2 separate regions of the Danio rerio genome follow, and region 1 is linked to region 2. A link is a contact called in public Hi-C data. All regions are on one chromosome and are shown on one strand. The core of a region is the stretch at or near the end of the contact, and the rest is flanking DNA. Distances in the headings are between cores, read along the strand shown. Region 1 overlaps jcada (junctional cadherin 5 associated a). Region 2 holds the start of bambia (BMP and activin membrane-bound inhibitor (Xenopus laevis) homolog a).

Region 1 (6,176 bases), core at 1,344-3,843, 350 kb after region 2:
GGCGGCTCTGGCGCAGAGCCCCCTGGTTACATCCCCCCTCCATCCTACAGAAGGCAGCCTGTCATTAAAGGAGGGCACAGAACTTATCCTATCTCAATGGCTAACCATCAGTATAGAGGAGACCCATATATGCAGAGTTCTGCCATGACAGAAGTGCAGGAATGGTTTATCAGGCAGACCGGAATGGCTTGGCCAGACCATTACAGAGATGGAAGAAGAAGTATGCCCTGCAGGAGACAGGCATATCCAGGCTACAGCGAAGAACGGATGGGGAATGTTCAGTACATTCCCTTTGACGATCCTCGTGTCAGACACATTTCAGGAGCAGGGATAGATGGGAACTCTCTGACAGATGCAGACAAAATCAGAAACATCAGAAATGAGATTCCAGTCAACCTCATACCTGAGAAATCTAATGACAGTGCCTTGCCTTTCACAGAGAAACCCTTTGACCGCACAGATCCAAATAAAAGCAATATTAGTAATTCGATTAATGAGGACAGCATGCACAAAGAATCGTTGAAGGAGACAGAATGTTCAAACACAGTACCTGATCAAAACTGCAACAGGCATCCAGTTACTCATGGCAATATAGTTGCTCTTCAAATGACAACACAACAGAATTCAAGCCTGGGTTTGATTGAGACAGTGACACAAGTAAAGAAATTTGAGGCTAAGACTGTGGCCGAGAACAAGAAAAACTCAAAGAAAAAGCTCAAAGAGACAATGTTTTGCCTGGTTTCTGTCCCTATCAGTATGCAAGCAAACAGAAGTGTCTCTGACCCAAATAACAATCAAAAAGTGATTAGTTCACAAGATAACACAGGGGTGCAGCAAGATAACCAAAACATGTTAAAAGCATCAAGCAAAGAGACACATATACAGTCCAACAGTTCCCCCTCCATTAGAAATCCCCCTTTGAAGAAAGAAATCACAGATACCAGGTCACTAGATCCAAGCCAAGACAGTGAAGTTTTTTATGCAGGATCCTGGCCTGGAGATCAATACCGAAACCAGGAAACTCAGACAGGCTCCCCAGAAGTTTCAAGAAATACCCATTCATCAGCAAATGACCATCCCTCCCCTTTCACAATCACCAATAATGAAGGTGAAACCAACTGTAGTGCAAACTATGGATACCCCATGATAGGCCAAAAGGATCTTAACCACTCCAGCAACAGTGCATTCTCCAGAACTGTGAATGGAATTAGTGTAAGGAGCCCACATTTTCCTCGGTCCGTATCACTTCCATCATCCCCAGATCATCAACCTTTGTTGAGAAAGTCTAAACAATCATCAGAAAGTCAAGAGCTTTTTGGACAGTTTTTGCTAAAACCAGTCAACAGAAGAAAATGGGATGCTATTGGGGAGCTGGAATCTTTTAACAAAGAGATACAGGATCATACTGGGAAGTTTCCAAATGCTGAACAGAATACAAAGGAACTTGATGAAGCATTGAACAGTGTTTTGGAGCTGAGTGATGCAAGCAACAATTCAAAACAAGAAACCCCCCCGCCTCACACGAATAAGGAAATTGACCAGCAACCACATGTTGTGCAGGTCACAGATATGCAACTAAAAAGCAATAACTTAAATATAACATCCCATTCAGGTAAAGGAGGCCACCCTGAATACAAAGGATTAAAAAGTTCCTTGTCCAAGACTAAGGTGAACTTTGACACCCACACACAACAAATCCCTGTCAGCAAGACTGACAATTATGTTAACTTTGACATTCTGCAAAGGGGGGACAATGATCCAGTGATGCATCGGCAAGATATCCCTGTTCCAAAGGAGTGCTTGCTTAAGGATGTTGGTTTAACAGTATACACTGCCATTCCAGACACTGTGACCTCTGGATCTCCCACATGCTTGAGTCCTGAGTCACCTATGCTAACCAGCCCTTCAGACAACTCAGAGATGTGTGAAACCCTGCAGATTACATCATCAGACAGTAGCGGAGATCTTAGCAGACACAGCCCTGAATTTTCTGAAGGTACTCAAAGCTTGAACAATAATAATGCATTTAACTCCAAAAAACTCAAGAAGGAAGCTGGGAGAGGAAGCACAGATGTTATCAAATCAGAAAGGTCATCGCGTATCCATGTGATCAAGAGTCTTCACTGTAGGTTTAAGGCTAATTTTGAGGATGATGATGATGAGCATTTTTATTCAGATTATCTGAGCTGGAGTAATGAAAAGACCTTGGCAGATGAACATCTTGAGACTCTTTTGAGTCAAGAGAAGGCCAACAATATGCAGACCGAAGACCTTAGTAACTTGTACCAAGTCCAGTGTGCCAAAGGCATTCCTGAAAATGAGTCTATTGAACAGCGTGCTGCCAGGATACTCGGCATTTCTGTGCCAGTTGAAGCCTTGGTTGTTGATCAAGTTGATGGCAAACCATTAGAAAGGGATTTTAAAAACACAGATGCTACAGTTTTGGAAACACAAACCAAAGAGATGAGCTTAAATGACGAGACACAGAATGTTTGCAGAGAGTTTGAGGAAGTGCCAAATAGGTCTATGGAAAGTCAAGGACATGCGTTAGAGGTAGAACTTGGAGAGGATCCAGAGTCTACAGAAGATTTATCTAGTGCTGAGAAGCACAGCCTAAGAGTCTCCACAATGTTGGAGCTGCCAGAGTTTCCTCCAAGTAACTTATGCTTGTCGCTTCCACTGACCGAGGATGAGGAATTGACTCTTAGTGTAAGTGGGGGAGACAGGAAGGAGACAGTTAATGCTGAGATAACAGAAGCACCACAGGACCAGTTGCAGGCATGCTGCCTATCTTCTCTGTCCCCCTCATCCACAAATGACAAAGCATCCCTAGAGTACAATGTCTATGCAAAGGAAGAAAGCTGTCAGCCATTAGTGAGAACTGTAAACAGGATCACATTGGCCAAAGAGACAGACCAAGAAGAAGAAGAAGGGGAAGCACTTCAAGAATCTGCTCAAGAGGAGGAAACACTAGTGGAAGAGAAGCAATACAGTGAGAATGCAGTTGTCATGACCAGTTATATGCAAGAAGAGAATGAGGAAACAGCTCAGGAAGAAGTGTCTGCTGAGGTGCTTTTACTTGCAAGATCAAGGCAGTCACCAAAGACTATGGCACGTCCAATCCCACATCCCCGCAGTGGCATGGTAGCAAAGAGAGAGATCACACTGCCACAAGGGTTCAACTTGGATAATACAGTGTCTGCAATAGAAGATGATGACAAGTTATTTATTTCAGGTCTGTCACCTATGCCCTATTGCATGCTTTTACACATGTACATTATTTTTGTTTATGTTTGCTTCCACAAGGCAAAATTTCTGAATGCTCCAAAACTTGTCACATGCAAGTATAGTCACTGGTCAGATTGCACTGGTTTGTTTTCTAAAATTTCATTTACATTAGTCATCAATGAAAATGGATAAACAAAATCTCCAAGACAATAGAGACAACATTGGACTTTTGTGGCTTTTTTGTAGCTGTCATTATATATTAATTTATTATTTTAGAGAAAGAATCATGATTTTGTCTGTATTTTATCTTTGTATTGTCTTGGACAGTTGTTTTGAATTATTTAGCTTTTGCATGCATATTTTTTCAAGTTCTAGTAAAACATCAGCATGTGCTTTCAGATAGAACTGGATTTACTACACAGACTTGTAGTACACTGATAAACTATACAAAAATCAGTTTCAAAATATTCTTTTTGTGATAGCGACAGTTGTTGTGTAACTTCTCAATGAACTATGGCTCTGTGTTAATTTATAGTTAATGCTGCATGTAAAATTACAACACATGATAACACATTTTTGCTCAAACATCACTTTATATCTTCAGTTTTAACTAAGTCTTTACTGTATGTGAGATGATTTCAAAGTAGTGTTGGAGTAGTTATGGATAATCAATGAAGGGGCTGCACAGTGGGTAGTGATAACAACTTACAGCAAGAAGTTCACTGGTTTGAGCACCAGCTACTGTAGGTCAGTTGGCATTTCTGTGTGGAGTTTGCATGTACTCCCTGTGTTCGCGTGGGTTTCCTCCAGGTGCTCTGGTTTCCCCCACAAGTCCGAAGACATGCACTAAAGGTGAATTGGGTAAGCTAAATTGTCTGTAGTATATGTGTGTATGTCCTGGTCCTGAAGGTTGAGGGTTGAGCGTTGGGCTAACGGCCCACCTCGTGAAAATTAGATGTTACAAAACACCAACATGGTGTGGCTGATTTATACTTATGTGTCAAGCTCACTTGTATGCTCCCGCACAGCCTGATGTGGTAGCATAGCCCTTGCCGTGGCTGTCGCTGATGCGCACCTCTCAAAAAATGTTACTACGCGTCGCAACGACACATAGCGCAAGCTCTGTAATTGGTCGGCTTAGTAGCACTGACGAGAGTGGGCGGGACCGAGAGCTGCATGAACCTATTGAAGCTAGTGTTTACAAGTGTCGAGTCCTGTGAAGGCGTTCAAGGTGGAAAGTTTTGTTTTGGGTTTACCTGAATAAAATTGTTGTACATTCACCGGTTCCCACCTTAAAATGAGCAAGTATGAGCCACTTGTACATTAAGGTAACATTTCCGAAAAAAACAAAACACCAGCTAAGAAACTCGACACAAGGGAACATAAAACCTCATTGCCAGCTAGCGTTTAGGAAGTGTTATAGCAGAGCAACACAAACAGCATGCAGAAGTATGTCAACTTCGATATAAACAACCCTGGGAGTATGCAAGTAATCAATGAATTCACTGAAAACTTCTGTTTATACAGAAAGTCATTGGGGATTTCCTGGGTTTCTTCATAGATTTTCACAGGAGCACCCTCTGCTCACATCATGTGATCATATGACCATGAAGACGTTTATGACAATTTGCAGCTTTGCATAATTGCATTTGCGATTTCATTTGATCAATCATCCAGCCCTACTCGATGTTAATAACTCATGGTAAATTTTAATAAAGTCTGATTGATGATCTGCTGAGCTTTGAACTGAGCTACAGGAGAAACGTTCTGAATCAAATTTCCCAAACAAGCCAGGTGTGAAAGCATCATTTCTCACATGCAACATTGATTAATAAAGATATTATTGATTTGTCTTTTAAATCAATGTAAAATGTATTATAAATGTGTATATACATCTTGATTTTCTCAGCCATGTCTCAACCAAAGCATTTTTATGCCACTGAAAATACCAGGGCTTTTCTAAAAATGAGAGTGTTTCTGTGGAGCAGTGGCTATTTTTTAATTGATAGTAATATGCTTTGTTTGCAGTGAAACAGAACATCTGTGGCACTCTTCCCCTATTATACAAATGTTTTGTATCCATTTGAAAAGGTTGGCTCAATGCTGGACGCTGACATTAGGTGCAGTAGTGTTGTATTTGTCCCGCCTCAGCTTAACAGTGACTTGATGGCTGGTTCAAAATGACAACGAGGAACTCTGTATAATACCAATGCTGTCTAAACAGTCTTACTATTTGTAACTGTAATTTCAACGGCAGAATAGATTTTATTACAAATTATATTGTACAAATTGAAGTATTAGATTTTTTAATTAGTTTCCTGTTGTATCAGGTTAATGTTACACATATTCAAATAATTCTTTATCCCACAGTCGCTGAAAAAAAAGAACAAAGGACCTCCTGCTTTTTTTCATGCAGTGCTCCTATAAAGTAAGAACTGAAAAAAGATGCTTGCCTCAGGGATAAAATGCTTTGATGGACACATTTTAACATTTGTTGGTTCATTTGTTATTACCAAACACTTTACTTCACCACAATAATATAGAATATCCTCCAAAAGTCTAGCATTCCTATATATGCTAGTATAGTATGGTTGTTAGTATTTTGTGAAGTCTGATTATGTAAAGCCCATTCCTAGGAGAGGTCACCTTCAGCATTATCTTGTATTGCATGGCATACAGTAGGTTAAATGCATTGGTGTGGTATACAAAAGAAAAAAAGACAATCAGCTTGCACTGGGAAAAAAAATAGATTGTTTTTCCCTCCCGGCATATTCTGTAGCATTATGAGCTGCCAAGCCACAATAACAGTGCTTAATACTCAAGGGCAATGAGCAATGAGTTTTTTCACCACAAGAGGGAAGCGTGGTCTGATTTATCATACTGATTGCCATCACAAATCAGCAAAGAAAAGTTAATGGAAATTTTAATATATATATATATATATATAT
Region 2 (5,882 bases), core at 2,517-5,016:
CCAAACGGACATTTTACCCATGATCACAAGAGGGCAGCACATGACCAGTCAAACAAAAAGACTAACAGCTGTTCGAAATGTTGGTTAACTAATATTTAAATTTGACTTTTGAAGTGTTTACCTAAAACAGACAAGTGTGTAATCAAGATATTGGTGTCCTATCAAGTACAAAAAACATACAATTCGAGAGATTATTGTATAGGCTAGCTTGAGAACATATACTGACGGAAATTATTACAATTATTAAAATAAGACAACACAGTTTACCGTCTGAAAGATGACGTGTAGTAGTTATTCACTGTGATATTACAAAACCTTTAAGTTATTTCGCCGAATTAGCAAAGGTGGTCGATTTAAAAGCGATTGTAAAATAACCCTTTCCCCCCCGAACAGCTGACTAGCAGTTGATTAGTCTGTGGAGGTGTGAATCTCACCATTTGAAGGGAGGACTGGTTTTGAACTGGCGCCTCTGTGAAATTACCAACAATTAGGATAATTGCTGTCAATCCGGTAATTTCTGTAGGTCTCTGAATGCGTCCCCTGAAGCGGAATGGCTTGTCTTTAGCCTTTGACACTGAATCGATGGCCGTCTATCAGATGTGAGCGTCTCCCAGTCTGTCTCTCATCATCAAACACTTCCCTATCTCCTGTGCCACTGCCGTCCTGCACTAACTACCTCCAGCTATAATAAAACCCCAAATTACACACACACACACACACAATTAGGACACTCTTATTAGCGTTCAATATTGAAATGTTTAATCAGAACAAAACTTGTTAATATAGCCTCATACCTATTAAACTTGCCTTAACAAATTATTAATGAAATAAAATCACTTTCAAGAATTTGAAAGTAACAATTCACAAAGTTTGGCCAAAATAAAGTAATAGTCTTGACTGATATTTGGAACAAGAATCATTTGCTTGCAATAAGACTCATTTTAAATATTGATTTGTCTTTTAAAACAAAGTTAAAAGTAGTCTAATAAAAGAAAGGGATAGTTCACCCAAAAATTAAGATGTAGCCTACTCACTATTGAATGAAATGAACAAATGACCCCCCCCCCCCCCCCCCATTGAACGCAAAAGCACACATTTTAAAGAAAGCTGAAAGTCTGAAACCATTGACTTCCATTATAGGAAAAACAAAGAGGCTACCGTGGAAGTCAATGGTTACAGGTTTCCAGCTTTCTTCAGAACATCTTCTTTTGTGTTCCACAGAGGAAAGAAACTCAAACAGGTTTCTGCCAAGTGAAGGGTGAGTAAACAATGGCAGAATTTTTGATGTCAGAGTTTTGAGTGAATTATCCCTCAGTTGTTGTATTTAAAAACGGTAAAATAAAGACAAATGGCCCATATTTGGAAGAAAAATGGATGGTAAATTTCTCAAAATGTGGAAAAAACTGTCATCTAAAAATGGTGACATAGTTTAATTGCCTTATTTCCAAGTTGATATTTTATCAAATAAAAATCTTGAAATGTAGACGAACTAAAGTTAAATATTTATTAAGTATATATCACGCATGATTTATTATGTTTACGCATTAATGTATGCCTAAGAAAATTGTTTAAGATAAGAGTTGAAAGTGACAGAATATCGCTAATAAAGATAGCTCTACATGTGAGGACTATTTTTTTATTCCATTCTGCTATTCTGTATGTATTCTGTGTAGCTTAAACAATTAATAAATATAATAAAATAATTTACCATATAACTCTAAAAATGATGGGTTTCATCTTTTTGGGTAAATATGATTTGGGTACAATATGATCAAGATTAGGATAAAATATGGACAAACCCGATCACCTATTATAGTAACTTATTATATTCAAATTTTAGCCCATGCAATGTATACCCAATAACTGAGTGGTTGTGACTTCCATAATAGGAAAAACAAAGACGCTACCATTGAAGTCAATAGTTACAGGTGTCTAGCTTTCTCCAAAATATATTCTTTTGTGTACCACAGAGGAAAGAAACTCAGACAGGTTTCTGACAAGTGAAGGGTGATTAAACATTGACAGAATTTTCAGTTTTGAGTGAATTATCTCTCTGTTGTTGCATTTTAAAGGGGTAAAATAAAGACAAATAACCTATATTTGGGGCAAAAATGGATGGTGAATTGCACAAAATGTCTGTCAACTAAAAATTGGTGACATCATTTTTTAATTGCCTTTTTTTCCCAAGCTGATATTTTATTAAATGAAAATCTTAAAATGCAGGTGAACTAAAGTTTAAATATTCATAGAGTGTATAATATGCATGATTCAATATATTTACTATGCATTAATGTATGCCTATACAATAATATTGTGTAAGATAAGAGTTGAAAATGACAGAATGGAGCTAATAAAAGTCAGCCTACATGTGAGGACTTTGTTGACATATTTTTGTCTTCCATTCGACTATTCTGTATGTATTTTGTTTAGCCTAAATAAATATTAAACATATAAATAATAAAATAAATTACCATATCACTCTGAAAGGTTTTGTCTATTTGGGTAAACTATGATCAAGATGTGCTATTCTTTATGTATTCTGTAGCCTAACTTAAATAAAAAATTAAAATTAAAGAACAAAATGATTAACCATATGACTATAAAAGGTTTTGTCTGTTTGGGTAAAATATGGTCAAGATTTGTTACTTTATGTATCCTGTAGCCTAAATAAATACAAAAAATTAAAGAACAAAATAAATTAACATCACTCTAAAATGTTGTTCTATTGGATAAATATGGTTTGTGTAAAATATGTTCAAGATTTGGGTAAAATATGGGCAAACAACTGTCGAGTATGGCTAGCTATTAAATTACAATTTTAGCCTAATATTAATTCAATAATTGAGTTGTTGTGTATTTACCACTATGCTGAAACATGCATTTTTTAGAGTGAAAAGAGAATTTTGATCCAATATGCCCAGTTTGACATTGAATTATAATAATTATAAAAATGTATAGTAAATATTAATATAAATGATCAAATAACGCCTCGCATGTTCGACGGGTGTGTCTAATTAGGCTATTTTTAAGAATAGGCTACCTTTCTGCACACTTCAGAGCGTTTATTTGTTTATTTACGGTTCTAGTTTGCCCAAAAATGCCTTCAATTGTGAAGCACATGCCCTGACCAAAGTGCTCAACACATTAGGGCGGGCAGGGCAGTTGAGATATCGATCGTTGTGCTCTGTGTGTTTTGCATGGGATTGTCTGGGGGGTAATTGAGTGTCACTGTCTGTCTGTGTCGTCTCGCTGGCGCCATGTGCCTCTTTGGATTGCTAATTTCTCCAACCGACCCGCCTACATCTACTCTCTAGTGCAGGCCTGCAGTTTCCACCTCCATCAGCCTGTCATATGGCTGACAAAGCAGAATTTGGACTTTAAAGTGCGTTTCTAAAAATAAAAAAAACAGATACAACTATGTTGGTATTACATCCAGGGACAAATATTTAGATCCCATATATTTTCGATTGACCTTTAAATCATTATAGTACAATATTACGAACATATTTTCGAAAGCTTTCGGTTTTAATAACCATTATGCTGTTATTATTTTACCACGTCCTGCTACCTGCCTCATCATGCGATTCTGTCTCAGCATCTGTAGGCGGAAAGACAAATTGTATGACCGCTCTGTGAACCAATACCAATGCCAATAGGACAGTGTATGCAAATTTATCAGCACGACTGGCCAATCAACGCATTAATGGGCAGGGCTTTACAGAGCCAAAAACTGATCCGGTGAAATTTCTCCGATCAGTGATCCGCTGCTTCGAGATCGGGGATAGTTGCCCTTGTGGAAACTTGTTTGTGTTATTTCACGAGTCCGTTTGTGTTTTATATGTGTTTGTGTGTTTTTCATCGCATGGCGGATTGGTTTGGTTACACACGGGGAATGTTTCTCCACTCGCGCTAGTTTCGGATCCTCCGATGGAACAAGACGCGAGCCTTTTCTGCGCCCGTTTGATTTTTGGATACAGTGTAGATCACAGATCCCTGGGAATGCAGTAATAAATGTAGGACATATGTAACGAGTCCTCTCAAACCATTCGGAGGGTCTTGCCACGGGGTATCAAGACAAGGAAAAGCAGCCGTAAATGGATCGCCTGGTTTCTCTGTGGTTTCAGCTGGAACTTTGTGCGATGGCTGTTCTTCTCACGAAAGGTAACTCTTAAGTTTATTCAGTCGCTTCTGGACGCGCACGACTCTCAACTGACTTTAAACCATATAAAACTGTAGCGCTCAAACACAAAGTATGTTTATATGTGTACACAACCAGTCAAAAGTTTGGAAACAGTATTTTTCTCATGTTTTTGAAGAAAGGCTTTTCTGATAACTAATGTTAAGTTTATTGAATCATAAATACTATAAAATCTGTAATATTTAATAGTATTTCGATGTGAAAGAACTGATTTTCTGTAGGAATGTGTTATAAAATATAATGTACTCCTGTGATGAATTATGAGCAGCCATTACTACAGTTCTGTGTCACATGATCCTGCAGAAATCATTGTAATATGCTGATTTGTATTGCTCAAGATGATTTTCTGATTATTATCAGTGTTGAAAATAGTTGTGCTGCTTCGTTTTTTTGATATTGCCATTTAAACTATAATTTAAAGAGTTTTTATTCAAATATGATACATTAAATTGCTTAAAATTGACACCTAATATATTTAAGGTACAAAAGATATATCGTTTAAGAAGTTAATTTTAAGTTTTCAGCTTTTTATTGATCAAAAAATGATCATGAGCGCCAATAGTTAATCATAATTTTAGCATTTTAGAATTTCTACACTGAATTTTGACACTGAAGACTGGAGTAATGATGCTGGAAGTTCTGAATAAATTAAAATGTAATATATATATATATATATATATATTATACACACTTATACTTACACAGAAAACATCTTAAATTCAATATATTTTTTCACAACAATACTATAAACAAAGCCTTGGTGAGTCAAAGAGACTTTGTTCAAAAACATGAACAAATCTTAATGTTTTCAGCTTTGTAATTGATAGTTTACACATCTTAACACTTGTTTATCGGCTTCTGCCCTTACAAAATAACATGTTCATTTTAATATTGGTGATTTCAGTTTGTTTCATATGTTAAAAAACTACGGTTAATTGCAGCGAATATGTATTGCATTTTGTTTTGTTGCCTATTTTCAGATATAAAGTGTATTTACTATAGCATGTAATATTTAATTTCAGAAGTAAAACAAGGTCTTGGGACAATTTTAAATGTGTTTCTAGCTGCTGAATGCTGGCTTAGGAGCTAACATGTTTCAGAGACCATCTTGAGCTTTTTAGTTCCTGGTCTAAGGTAGATACATAAAGCCATCTTTAGACCAGCTACCTCCAGCTCCAGTTATAAGTATTCTCCAGATCTTGTTTTGTCATTTTCTAGCCTCTTGTTAAAAATTGATCAGCCAAGAACATTAGCCTCCGGTTTTATGCATTATTAGATAAGCCCAGCCATAAAAAATAAATAAGAAACTCATTGGACCTAACTGATAAGAAGAACTGATTTCTCACACTAATGAGATGACATGTAACTCCAGCCTCGGACAGTGTACACAAGCAACCTACGACAACACAAAGGCCGTGTTTATTTGTGTTTGTGTCATGATGTGTGTTTAGTGTTCTGTTTCACGTTCACACATGGTGGTAGGTAAAAAAGGTCCACTTACAAAAACGGTACTGAATGTTAAAACAATCTGTGACCTTATTAGTTGTTATAACAATATTTGACCTCAATTTTGAGAAAACCTTAAGAAGATTGTTGCTTAAAAGGATGTTAAGCTAAATGGCTAAATTTCATTCATGGTTCACTTTTATTATTAAATTCAAGGAATATAGAAAAATGTCAGCTA

What was found. Hi-C and Micro-C count contacts between places; a contact is called where the count stands out from the background.
Region 1: a Hi-C map of hematopoietic stem cells shows a contact between it and region 2, with 3 times the contacts expected there. The contact joins the enhancer-like site here to the promoter of bambia in region 2. A contact is called at or near these places in 4 of 18 Hi-C or Micro-C datasets (caudal fin, fibroblasts, hematopoietic stem cells and 1 more) and 1 of 4 datasets of contacts at active chromatin or transcription factors (embryo).

Annotation. Positions count from the first base shown.
Region 1 is chr12:25,494,983-25,501,158 of GRCz12tu, forward strand. It overlaps jcada (junctional cadherin 5 associated a), which reads left to right. Exons shown (of 6, transcript XM_073918476.1): 5 at 1-3,235. Among named protein-coding and RNA genes, the nearest start is that of svila, 22 kb to the right of the region's middle. Within about 2 kb of position 2,594, at least 6 of the 62 cell types and tissues checked have an H3K27ac peak or open chromatin away from gene starts, as enhancers often do.
Region 2 is chr12:25,145,660-25,151,541 of GRCz12tu, forward strand. bambia (BMP and activin membrane-bound inhibitor (Xenopus laevis) homolog a) reads left to right here and starts at 3,767. Exons shown (of 3, transcript NM_131784.2): 1 at 3,767-4,161. The coding sequence starts at 4,095.